4 separate regions of the Mus musculus genome follow, and all the other regions are linked to region 3. A link is a contact called in public HiCAR-type and HiChIP or PLAC-seq data. All regions are on one chromosome and are shown on one strand. The core of a region is the stretch at or near the end of the contact, and the rest is flanking DNA. Distances in the headings are between cores, read along the strand shown. Region 1 holds the start of Prss23 (protease, serine 23). Region 2 has its middle 19 kb from the start of AI314278. Region 3 holds the start of Crebzf (CREB/ATF bZIP transcription factor). Region 4 overlaps Dlg2 (discs large MAGUK scaffold protein 2).

What was found. HiCAR-type assays count read pairs that join an accessible place to other places. HiChIP or PLAC-seq counts read pairs in DNA pulled down with a chosen protein or histone mark.
Region 1: a contact with region 3 is called in a HiCAR-type map of astrocytes, with 4 times the contacts expected there. The contact joins the promoter of Prss23 here to the promoter of Crebzf in region 3. A contact is called at or near these places in 2 of 39 promoter capture datasets (pre-B cells and second pharyngeal arch cranial neural crest), 9 of 115 datasets of contacts at active chromatin or transcription factors (astrocytes, craniofacial prominence, embryonic hindbrain and 5 more) and 1 of 9 other capture datasets (adipose tissue).
Region 2: a contact with region 3 is called in an H3K4me3 HiChIP or PLAC-seq map of bone marrow-derived macrophages, with 6 times the contacts expected there. The contact joins the enhancer-like site here to the promoter of Crebzf in region 3. A contact is called at or near these places in 7 of 39 promoter capture datasets (the 3T3-L1 cell line, 3T3-L1-derived adipocytes, hippocampal neurons and 3 more) and 3 of 115 datasets of contacts at active chromatin or transcription factors (bone marrow-derived macrophages, fibro-adipogenic progenitors and pancreatic cancer cells).
Region 4: an H3K4me3 HiChIP or PLAC-seq map of embryonic basal ganglia shows a contact between it and region 3, with 7 times the contacts expected there. The contact joins the enhancer-like site here to the promoter of Crebzf in region 3. A contact is called at or near these places in 2 of 39 promoter capture datasets (cranial neural crest and hippocampal neurons), 12 of 115 datasets of contacts at active chromatin or transcription factors (SST interneurons, astrocytes, differentiating embryonic stem cells and 7 more) and 1 of 9 other capture datasets (pancreatic islet).

What each region holds. Positions count from the first base shown.
Region 1 is chr7:89,516,199-89,518,898 of GRCm38.p6, forward strand. Prss23 (protease, serine 23) reads right to left here and starts at 1,388. Exons shown (of 2, transcript NM_029614.4): 1 at 1,249-1,388.
Region 2 is chr7:89,444,050-89,446,795 of GRCm38.p6, forward strand. No RefSeq gene overlaps it. Among named protein-coding and RNA genes, the nearest start is that of AI314278, 19 kb to the left of the region's middle. Within about 2 kb of position 1,257, at least 48 of the 459 cell types and tissues checked have an H3K27ac peak or open chromatin away from gene starts, as enhancers often do. A contact at or near this core is called in bone marrow-derived macrophages, fibro-adipogenic progenitors and pancreatic cancer cells, where this site is marked.
Region 3 is chr7:90,441,504-90,444,299 of GRCm38.p6, forward strand. It overlaps Crebzf (CREB/ATF bZIP transcription factor), which reads left to right and starts at 1,278. Exons shown (of 1, transcript NM_145151.3): 1 at 1,278-2,796. The coding sequence starts at 1,512. The coding sequence ends at 2,588.
Region 4 is chr7:91,261,242-91,264,156 of GRCm38.p6, forward strand. The region is part of intron 1 of Dlg2 (discs large MAGUK scaffold protein 2); the gene reads left to right. Among named protein-coding and RNA genes, the nearest start is that of Gm24552, 20 kb to the left of the region's middle. Within about 2 kb of position 1,275, at least 89 of the 459 cell types and tissues checked have an H3K27ac peak or open chromatin away from gene starts, as enhancers often do. A contact at or near this core is called in SST interneurons, differentiating embryonic stem cells, embryonic basal ganglia and 4 more, where this site is marked.

The DNA of each region.
Region 1 (2,700 bases), core at 138-2,637, 930 kb before region 3:
TCCCGTCCCCAATCCAGTTCTAAGAGACTCTTTAAAAATGTTCACTGAATAACACAGGCTAGCCTCAAGTTCACTGGCCTTCCCCAGCCTTCGAAGTGTTAGGATTCACAGGCATGCACTACTGTACCTCACTCCTAGGAGACTCCTAGAAAGACAGGTAATAGTTCTTTTAAACACTTTCCCCCCCCGAAACAATGTCTAACAATATCCTGATACTAATTTGCAATAGGGATTTTGGAAAAACCTAACTTCAACTATAAATCAAACTCTTCTCACAGAGCCTGATAAGGCTATTTTGTATTGACCTATCTGTCCTTAAGGCATTCGCTAGGACCTCTCAAGTTCACTTACAAGACCTGGGAGTAGCAATTTCTATACTAACCGAGATCCTGAATCATCTGGAACTTTCCACAGGCTACGGGCTGTTTCTAAATTCTCGTGGATGTCACCCAATGGACAATAAAACAAACAGGATTTTAATCAGAGGCTTTTCTCAAGGGATGCTCTGAGGGAGGTGGGAGGGAGAATCGGCTCCATTTCAGGAGGGGGTGGTATTGCTCCATCTAAACACATCTTCCTCTCTTAAAAGTTCTAGGGGAGGGCAAATCTTTTCTTTCAGTTAGCAATTTGTGATAAATGGCTACATGCTGAAGAAATATTTGCTTCCAACAACTGTTGATAGCCCAGGCATAATTTTCTAGATTTAGCACTCAGAGCAAAGTCGGCACCCAGCACAGAGCCTGATCCCAACTTGTGTTTGCTGACTTTTTCTTGCTTGTTAAGGTGTGTTCATAGTCACGTGCCAGGTTAAAAATTAATGCTCAGAGCACGATGAAGTCAGATACAGTAGGCGCAAAACTCAAAGAAAGAAAATGGTAGAGGTTACAGTGTGTGTTCGTGGGGGAGAGCCTACCTTGACCTCTCCAGGGACACCTTGCCATACACAGCTCCACTTGACCCCTAGACAACACCTTGCATCCAAGACAGCGCTTTCAAAACCTTCTTTTCCCCATCCACTTTAAGAGAGACACTGAGTGAATCCAAACGCTGTACAGAGCCGGTGTCCGGGGAGGGAGGCTCTTTCAGGCTCTTGTCCTAAGCCCAGAGTCTGTGCGGAAGCCACGGCAAACTCCCCGGTGTTACCCGCAGCCACCCCACCCCGCGCGCACCCGACTCTTTGTCCGGCTCCGGCACACGCCTGGTCCTTCGGACCCAGCGGGAGACGCCGGGTCCCCGCATCGCACTCACCCGCGTGGAGCAGCCCGCCGGGGCCGCGGCCGTGCGCCGCTCAGACAGGTGTGGGCGCCCGGAGGACGCGCGCGGCTCCCATGCCTGCTCCGCAGAGTGGCCGAGTGCGAGCCTGAGGTCCAGCAGAGCCTGCAGCACCCGGTCCGCCCCCCATCCCCTCCCCTTCGCCTCCCGGGCCCTCCCGCCCCGCCCCCAGCCGCGAGCCGCGCAGCCCGCCGGCCGTCGCCTCCCCTTCCCCTAGCCGCCTGCCTCCAGCCAGCGTCACCCTGCTATTCAGAGGTCCAGAACCCTCGGGCCCCGCGCAGGTGGGTCTCCGCAGCGCGTCACCACCAGCGGGTCCCCGTACTCGATGCCCCTGCACCGTGTCCGATGAACGGCTCCTACCAGTGACTCTTGCACTCTCCCGCTCTAGACAACTTCACACCAAGTTCTAGGGGTCTACATTGCCCAGAGTCTGCTAAAGCAATGCTCCAGAGTGGGCGGTCCCTTCCAACCTTCCAGTCCTCCAGCACCCCGGGTGCGTGGAGCGCCGCTAGGCAAGTTTGCAAAGCAGAATTCAAACTTGTAAGCTCCTCACCCGTGCGCATTCTGTGCGCCTTGAATAGTGACGACCGAGCTCCTTTCCACCTTAGTTCCTCCTCTAGCGCTTCTAGAGTGTACCTCAGTTTGTAATCCAGAGGCAGGCTACCGAGGTTGCAGGCCCTGCAGTTCAGCTGCTAGCATACTGGGTCCCAGAGCACAGCAAGGGATCGCGGACTTGGCAGCTTCCCAGGGGTTGACTGGTGACGCCCCCGGCCTGGTCTTTACTGGGGCACCAGGGCACCAGCTGGTGGAGCCACCTCCTAGCTTATGGTGCCTGTTTCCCTAAATCACTGGAGAAGTCCACACCTGGGGGACTGAGTCAGCCTGGTGACCTCACTATTTAAATATCTAATGCTATATAGTCTTAGTAGTCTCTTAAGACTATCCACACATCCATTTCTGTGAACCAACCCTTCATGCAGGTCATGGAGATGAAAAGGGTGGAGCTGTGGATTTCCCCTCAGGACTGGAGGACTGGAGAGGCCTAATCTTGCTAGCAGTCAGACAGCTCCTGAACAGTAGGACAAAATTTTGCAGAGGTCGTTTTCTTCTCTCCTCCTCCTCCTCCTCCTCCTCCTCCTCCTCCTCCTCCTCCTCCTCTCCCTCCTCCTCCTCTCCCTCCTCCTCCTCCTCCTCCTCTCCCTCCTTCTCCTCCTTCTCCTCCTCCTCCTGCTCCTCCTCCTCCTCCTCTTCCTCCTCCTCCTCCTCCTCCTCCTCCTCCTCTTCCTCCTCCTTCTTTTTTCTCCTGTCAATCCCAGAGTAGCCTTCCTTTTTTCCTGTCAAAGCTTGCCCTCAGAAAGGGAGGGCCTGACATCCTATTCCACACCAGGATGTTAGTGACATGTCCAGTGAGCTAGTGTTTGCCTTGCC
Region 2 (2,746 bases), core at 7-2,506, 1.0 Mb before region 3:
CATTCGGAAGTACAGCCTTGATTGAGGAGGTGTGTCACTGAGTGCAGGCTTTGAGGTTTTAAAAACCCATTTCCTTCCCAGTGTCTCTCCTGCTGCCTCATTTTTGTGAATAAGGATATAAGCTTTCAGCTGCTGTTCTAGTACTATGTCTGATTGCCTGCTGCCATGCTCTCTGCCATGACGATCATGAACTCTAACCCTCTGGAAACCTGAGCCCCAAATTGGGTGCTTTCTTTTATACGTTGCCTTGGTCATGGTATTTTGTTATGGCAATTGAAAGGTAACTAAGACATCTGTTTTGTAGAAAATTTCTTCCAATTAAAATAGTCCAATATTAAAATATTGGAAGAAACATGGTGGCTCATTGGGATTTAAAAAGGAAATAAAACTTCCATGTCTCAGAAATCTCCTGAAGCTTACAAGATTCAAAAGGCCCTTTGAAGTAGGAGGTTCTTTGGGACTTAGTAACTTATGTCAAATGATGGTTTGCTGAGGCACACAGGAGAAAGGATGTCTTGCTAAAGCAGGCACATGAAAGAGTGTTTTCCTGAAGCAGACACAGGTGAGAGGATGTTTTGATATAGTAAACATGTGAAAGGACCTTCGATGCAAGCATATAAATATGACTCCATAGACCGTGGGAGACGAGCACCAAGCATTGGTTTGGCTGTTTTCTGCCTCGTTATTCTTTGCTAATGGCGTACATGTGTTGGTTTGTCTTACATAGCGTTGTTGAGCTGAACTTGTGGTACTGCTGCCATTGAGAGAAACCTGCCCAAGAATTGCTCTTGAGGTTCCTGCGGCAGCTTGCTGTTGTCTGCAGCCTTGCCTCAGGCCAGTGGGCGAGCACTGTAGTTTCTTCACCATTGAACTACAGCTGCTGGTTTGTGCCTGGTAGCTGCCTGCCTAGAGAACTGATGTGCAGCTTGCCGAGTTGTATTTGGTGTTTGCTATGGGACTTAACTGATGTTAAAGAAGTTCAAGTTCACCCCCAAAGAACTATTGCTGAACAAGAGTCCACTTCCCCCGTATCCTAATAACTTTTCTCTCTCACTATCTTAGCTGGGTGGTGGGCTAGAGGAGAGGTTGAACCCTTATTAAAAGTATATTGCAAAAAAATATGTCAATAGCTCTTTCCAAAGGTTACACAAGAAGTCACAACAATTTCTGTGGAAAGAAGTCTCTCAAACAGGCCTTCCAGTTGCTCAGGAAACTATGGAAGAGGCTGTTTGAGGTATTACCACACTGTTGGCTTTCGGGCAGTGCAGCAGCGTATGAGTCACCCATGTTTTGTATGTAACCCCACCCACACTTACTATTTCATTTACTTAAGACTTGTGGGGAACTATTTCTTTGTTCTGTTGTTGCTTCACTACGCAGAGGGCAGGATGTGACCGTCCATGTCTCTTCAGGAAAAGTCACAACATTCACTTCCTCCTGTGAAAATGACATCCCAAATCATTACCTTGCCTCTCAATCTATATCCAGGGGTTCTTGACATTTCAGTTCGGGCTCAGTTTTCAGCCATTTACTGGAGTGTTGGAAAGTAGGGGTCTGAGTCTCCCAATGCAAACTTCCCTTTTAATCAAATTCCTGGAGTCTCAAAGATGCAGGTTTCGCTGCACTGTTGTTGAAGATGCTTAAAGATGTTAAAGATGCTTCTTGCCTCCGGTCTCATTTTGAAATCCCGTGCAACACTTTCTAAGATATCCATTTTTGAAAATCTGGATGTCACTACTAGAGCAAAACAGTTTCAATACAGGATGACTACGACAGAAAACAATCTCTGTAACATATCACATTGTTGAAGACATAATTCAAAATTACTAAAAGGTGGAAAGGAAAGGTAGGTCAGTGGGTAAACACATTTGCTGCTAAGCCTGACAACCCTAATTTAACTGATGGAACACACATGGTGGAAGGAGAGAAGCAACTTCTACAAGTGTCCTCTGACTTTGACATGTATACAATGGCACTCATGCACTCACATACATAGGAATACATATACACAAATAAATGGAAAAGTATACCAATCTTTAATTACTACAAAATAATACAAACATGTAAATCATACTTTATAGGGAATGCAATACACAGAGACAACCATTTAGATGAACTAGGTATTAGAATTAGCTAGTAATGATATTAAAATAGCTTATGATAGTTCTGTTCAAAGACTTGCGGGCAATATACCTACCTGCAAAAATGTAAGACTTAGGTTGGGATCTCTCACTGGAGAATAAATAATTTTGATCAAGGAGTGAATAAAAATGTGCAGATAAACAACTTATACAAAAGTAAAAAAAAAGTGATTAATGTACAACTGAAAATACAATATATGAAATAAAGCATTCTCTGGATAAATGGCATAGTAGCTGATAGGTGACACAAGGCACCTGAGAAGAGCTCAGTAGAAATCACTGATTTGTCCTGTTGACAGTGTCCTTGGCTTTAAAGAAGCTTTTCAGTTTCCTGAGGTCCCATTTATTAATTGTTGGTCTTAGTACCTGAGCTGTGGGTGTTCTGTTTAATAAGGTGTCTCCTGTGCATTCAAAGCTATTTCCCACTTTCTTTTTTTATTAGATTTAATGTATCTGATTTTATGTTGAGGTCTATAGAATGGGAATAGATCTTCACTAACCCTATATCCAACAGAGGGCTAATATCCAATATATATATACTCAAGAAGTTAGACACCAACAACCCAAATAATCCAATTAAGAAGCTAAACTGAGAATTCCCAACA
Region 3 (2,796 bases), core at 28-2,527:
TAATTAAGACATTTGTCTTTATGGAAGATGTCATGCATACTTTTACACAGAGTTTCATGGTGGTCAGGTCATATTGCTGCATACTCTCGATTATCAGCAGGAAACTCTTCCACCAAACTGTGCTTTGCTTAAAAATGCCTAAAATTGGGCTGGTGAGATGGCTCAGTGGGTAAGAGCACCCAACTGCTCTTCCGAAGGTCAGGAGTTCAAATCCCAGCAACCACATGGTGGCTCACAACCATCCGTAATGAGATCTGACTCCCTCTTCTGGAGTGTCTGAGGACAGCTACAGTGTACTTACATATAATAAATAATAAATAAATCTAAAAAAATAAAATAAAATAAAATGATTTAAAAAAAATGCCTAAAATTAAGAACTCTGGGATCATACTCTTGAAGTTTGAATCAACACTGGCTACTCAGTGTGTTAAACTGAATTACATTACTTTGTTTGTCCTGGTGGTTGCAGAAGCCCCCCCCCCCCCCCCCCCCCCCCCCCCCCCCCCCCCCCCCCCCCGCACTATTGGCCCAATGTGTAGTGAGGCTTAAAAGAATTCGTTACATCAGTGCTATGTGCATGAACTCATTGAATAAAAAGTGAAGTGTTTTGTTCAAGACTTGGTCTTTTCAAAAAGCTGGTATTTTAAAAACGGAAAAAGCCTAAGTAACTACCATGACTTGACAAAAGAAAAAAAAAGCAGAAAACAAACAGCAAAACAAGAGACCAGTAAACAAACCAACCACCCACTCTTGGCAAAGGAGCTAATTCTGCAAGTGACCCTTATTGCAAAAACAAATGATAAATAAAAATGATGTAATAATGACAATAATAGCAGTAATAGTATTATGAAAGATCATTTTCTGAGACTAAGGACCTCTGAATGTCGCCTGGGGAGTTAGTGTCAGTACGTGACTGCGTTCCCCAGAATTTGGTAACACTTCTGATTTAAAGTCTTTTGTTTTAACGGGGACTATTTCCTTATGCGTGCTGTTTTTTGCTTGCAGTTTAGAGAGAAACAGCAAAAATAAAAGCGTTCACAAAAACAGTTTTTTTTTAATATAGCTACGTCAAATATGTCTAGATGTCATATTGGATCGAGGAGAGTGGTACCGGGTAGTACCGATGAGTGGGGGGGGGGTGGAAACTAGGTTTTATTGTGTTTTGCCTGCTGCTCCTATGACATCACCGCAAAGCCGAAGTTACTGCACCTCGAAAGCACTCGGAATCTCGCGATACTCTGGCTGGAGCGAAGCGCGTTTTTGTGGGCGGGGTGGGCAGAGAGTAACTTCCGGCCAGGCCGCTGTCTGGGTGGCGCGGCCGAGTCCTCCCCCGGGCCTCGCCGCTTCGCGCTTCCACTGCCTTCCCCCCGCCTCGTGCGGGGGGTTGGGCGGCCGCCGGAGGCCACTCGGACCTTGCCCCGCGCCTGCGGTCGGCCCGGCGCCGTGGCTCTGCGCGCTGGGGGCCCGGGGTCGGAGTGGCTGCGGCCTACCCGGGCCCGCCGCTCAGCCCCATGAGGCACAGCCTGACCAAGCTGCTGGCAGCCTCGGGCCGCGACTTCCCGAGCCGCCGCGACAGCCGGGAGCCGCCCGCCACGCGCGCGCCGCCCCGGGAGCCGAGCGGGGCAGCCGCGGGGGCGGAGACCCCGAGGCCCGGATCGCCTGACCGCGAGCAACCTCACGGGGACGGGGACGGGGGCGAGCCGGAGGCCCGGAGCGGGAGCCGCGGCAGCGTGGCCGTGCGCGCGCCCGCGCCCTCGCCCCTGAAGATGGAGGAGGAGGAGGAGGACGCGATCGCCATGGTCCCCAAGGAAGAGCCGGAGGACATGGACTTTCTCTCCGGGCTGGAGCTGGCCGATCTGCTGGACCCTCGGCAACCGGACTGGCACCTGGAGCCCGGGCTCAGCTCGCCCGGGCCCCTGTCCTCGTCCGGCGGAGGCTCGGAGAGCGGCGGCCTGTTGAGGGGGGACGACGACGACGACACCGCGGCCGCCGAGATGCAGCGCTTCTCCGACTTGCTGCAGAGGCTGTTGAACGGCATCGGAGGCTGCAGCAGCGGCGGTGACCGCGGCGGCGGGGAGAAGAGGCGGAGAAAGTCCCCGGGAGCAGGAGGCGGTGGCGCCAACGACGGCAACCAGGCGGCGACCAAGAGTCCCCGGAAGGCGGCGGCGGCCGCTGCCCGTCTTAATCGGCTCAAGAAGAAGGAGTACGTGATGGGGCTGGAGAGTCGGGTCCGGGGACTGGCAGCCGAGAACCAGGAGCTGCGGGCCGAGAATCGGGAGCTGGGCAAGCGCGTGCAAGCACTGCAGGAGGAGAGTCGCTACCTACGGGCCGTCCTGGCCAACGAGACCGGACTAGCTCGCCTGCTGAGCCGACTGAGCGGCGTGGGACTGCGGCTGACCACCTCCCTCTTCAGAGACTCGCCCGCCGGCGACCACGACTACGCCCTGCCGGTGGGGAAGCAGCCGCCGGAGCCGCGGGAAGAGGACGACGCGGCGGGAGGAGTGTGTCTCCATGTGGACAAGGATAAGGTGTCGGTGGAGTTCTGCTCGGCGTGCGCTCGGAAGGCGTCGTCGTCTCTTAAAATGTAGGGTCAAGTAATCTGCTCTTTATCCGCGTTTACCCCTTTCTCCTCCCTTACACCATGTCAAACACCTTAGTGGGACATCGTCACCGGACGCATTTCAGAGGCGGAAAAAAAAGTAATATTAAATCTTTTAAGTGTTTAGCTAAAAGCATGAATGTGACACTGTAACCAACTCCTAATGATAACCTGTGACTATTAAATCTCTCTGACAG
Region 4 (2,915 bases), core at 25-2,524, 820 kb after region 3:
GTCATCAGCAAAACTGGTTTTCAAACTATCTGCCATGTGTTTTCTATGAACCTACTTTTCATGCCTTACTGAGATTGTATGGCATGAACAAGTGACAGATCGATTTCTAAGGCCCAACAGAAGGTTTGCAAGCAGAGAGCAGAGCCACTGCCCTGTTCTGAGTCTTTGCCCAGGAGTTAATGACCTTGTTCCCCAGCTCTTTCTAGGTGTTATGATGCATATCAGACATCAATGCACTCAGACCATGCAAGTGACAGTGAGTGACAGACACAGCCACACACAGCCTTCTTACTCCAAACCTGATGATGATATCTCTGCTCTTTCCATCAACCCTCTGTGAGGAATGGTACCCAGGCAGCACTCTGAGTGCTAAGTTTACCAAGTCCCTACCCCTTGCATTCCTTATCACTTTCTCAAATCTGTCACTAAGCTATTTTGCAGCTGTGTTAGCTGCTTGCTAACTTAAAAAAATCTTTTTGCATTTTCACAGTCTCATTTATAAAAACAAAACCAAGACAGCCAAAACAAAAAGTGTATATTGGTCTTATCATTCATACTAGAACAGCATGGATACTTCCGTGGCTTCTGGGAACCTCTATGGCACCTCCTAGGTCGAAAGGGTGGGAAGGGAGGAGGAGCAGAATGTCCTTATCTTTTGAATTTGAAAAAAAAAAAAAAGTCATTAGCAGATAAAGGCTTGGCTTTGAGGCCCCCTTCACAACCCGTAGAGCAAGTGGACTCGCTGACCCGGAAAGCATTAATCTTTTGGAGCCTAATACTGCATCAGCTCTCTTTGCTGGATACTTTCCCCTCCTCCTTCCTCTACTAGCTCTTCTATGGGGGTGGGGAGGACAGTCCCTCCACTGCTGGGCGCTGTCCGCCTCTTCCCAGGAACTCAGCATCTGAGGACGTCCACGCTGAGGCAGCAGTAGTAACAGGGTCCTGTGTGTTCTCGGGGTCACGTCACTTGGGAATGGCCCACCTGCTTAAGCCAGGGACTTCTTGGCGGCACCCGGAGCGCCACCAGGCTGGCGAACCGCGTGCACCGCTCTCTCCCTTACCCCGCCCCTCCCTCCCACTTCTCTGGGCCAGCGCTCCCCACGGTGACTCTGAATTGCAGCAGCAAGCCACTGGCTTCTTACCAAATTGGGAACTGCATTGTGGATTTTTCCCCCCCTTTCTTTCTTCTTTTTTAAAATTTCCTTCAGAGGGAATAATCTCAACCCCCTTCAGCTTGCTTGACGATCTAGAGTGACTGGGGCGAGTAGGCGGGCACATCCTTTTACATGCTAATATTGCCCCACCTCCTTTGAACCCTCCTCAAAAGCGCTCTGCTTCCTTTTATTTTGATTGATTTATTTATAATTATTTTTATTTTACCTCCTTCAATTTCCGTATAGTGGGGAACCCTTCTTCGCTCTCTGTCCCTTCCCCCACCCTTCGTTCTCTTGGGAAGACAGACCCCGAGACGCACTGTACTTGCCGGCAGCAGTGCTTGCACCTAGGCTCGGGGATGGCTGCACCAGGCGCAGGGGGCAGCGATTACAGCTGCCGCTCTGTCTAGGCTGTCTAGGCAGGCTGTCGCTCCGAGAACTGGGTGAGCACCAAGTTCGGTTCCCCCAGAGAGCTGCCACTGCCGCAGCCCAAAAGGAATGTCCCCTGTTCTTAAGGACCCTGACTGTTTTACACCAATGATTTGCCACTGCAAAGTTGCTTGCACCAACAACACTTTGTCGTTGATGTTTGGATGCAAGGTAGGACAAGGGATTCATGTCTTATTTTAATGCATGCTGGCCTCCCTGGGGAGAGCAAACAATTTCTTTTGTTGTTTGTTTATGTGTCTGCCTGTTGGGAGACTGACAGATGCTGTGTGACTGCTCTGTCCACTCGCGGAGCCGGCTTGGATTTGGAGAGCTCAGTGATTTTTTTTCCAGTGCCCGGTGTTAGTTAGCATGATAGCTAGATGGTGACAGGACCCTGAATGGAGCACACAGAAGCTACAAGCACTCTTGAAAAGAGGGCGCCTTAGATGTCTCGGTGCTTGGGATTTCTTCTTGCTTTTAGCTAGTGATTAGCTCCGGGCGCTGGTATGGATGCTCTGGAAAGCATCAGACTGACTCTCACCCCTGAAACAGGGCTGTGGGCTAATAAACCCGGGACCATAGAAGTTCTCCAGATCAAACTGAGAGGCTTGGTTTCTAGTAGCTTTTCCAACGGTGAGGGAGGGGCTTATGTCTACTTTTGTCAGTAAGTCTAGAGATGTAAATATGTAGTCCTCATTTGTAGGATAGTCTTCGCTTTTACCAGTCCATTTGAAACCAACAAGCCAAATGTTTAACAAGAGATGGCCGGCACAGTTCTTCGTGAAGTTTGAAGCAAATGACCACCCCATCCTGGAGTTGTGTAAGATTGTTCAGTGTTCGAAGTAACGAGGTTTAAAGGGTTTTGAAACAGGTTACCATCCAGGGCTGCCTGTTTGAAAAGATTTATTAGAGCTTTTTTGTTGGCTGTGGTGGATCTACCAGAACTTGCTGTTAGCGAGGTTATTGCCCAAAAGTGGTCTCAGTACCTGTTCTTTGCTCGCCGGGAATATGAGCTTTTACTTACAGTGACAACTTGGTGCGTTTATTCAGTTGTTTCTAGAAATCACTTCTTTTGGTTGCTTTGATGCTATCTAAAGGGAAGTGCATGTGGGAGTGGGGATACTTTATCCATAGTAAGTGAAAGTACACATCTTTAAGTGAACACAAACCACGTGATCTCTTCTATGCTGAAAGACACTATTGGAGACTGAATGGGACGGTTGCTAAACACCTTAGTTGTTAAAGTTACTGAGACACTCCAGTTCATGGGTAATGCTCATAGGAGGCTTAATAGAAAAAGTGAGAGTTAAGTGCCTTACACTGGCTAGAAAC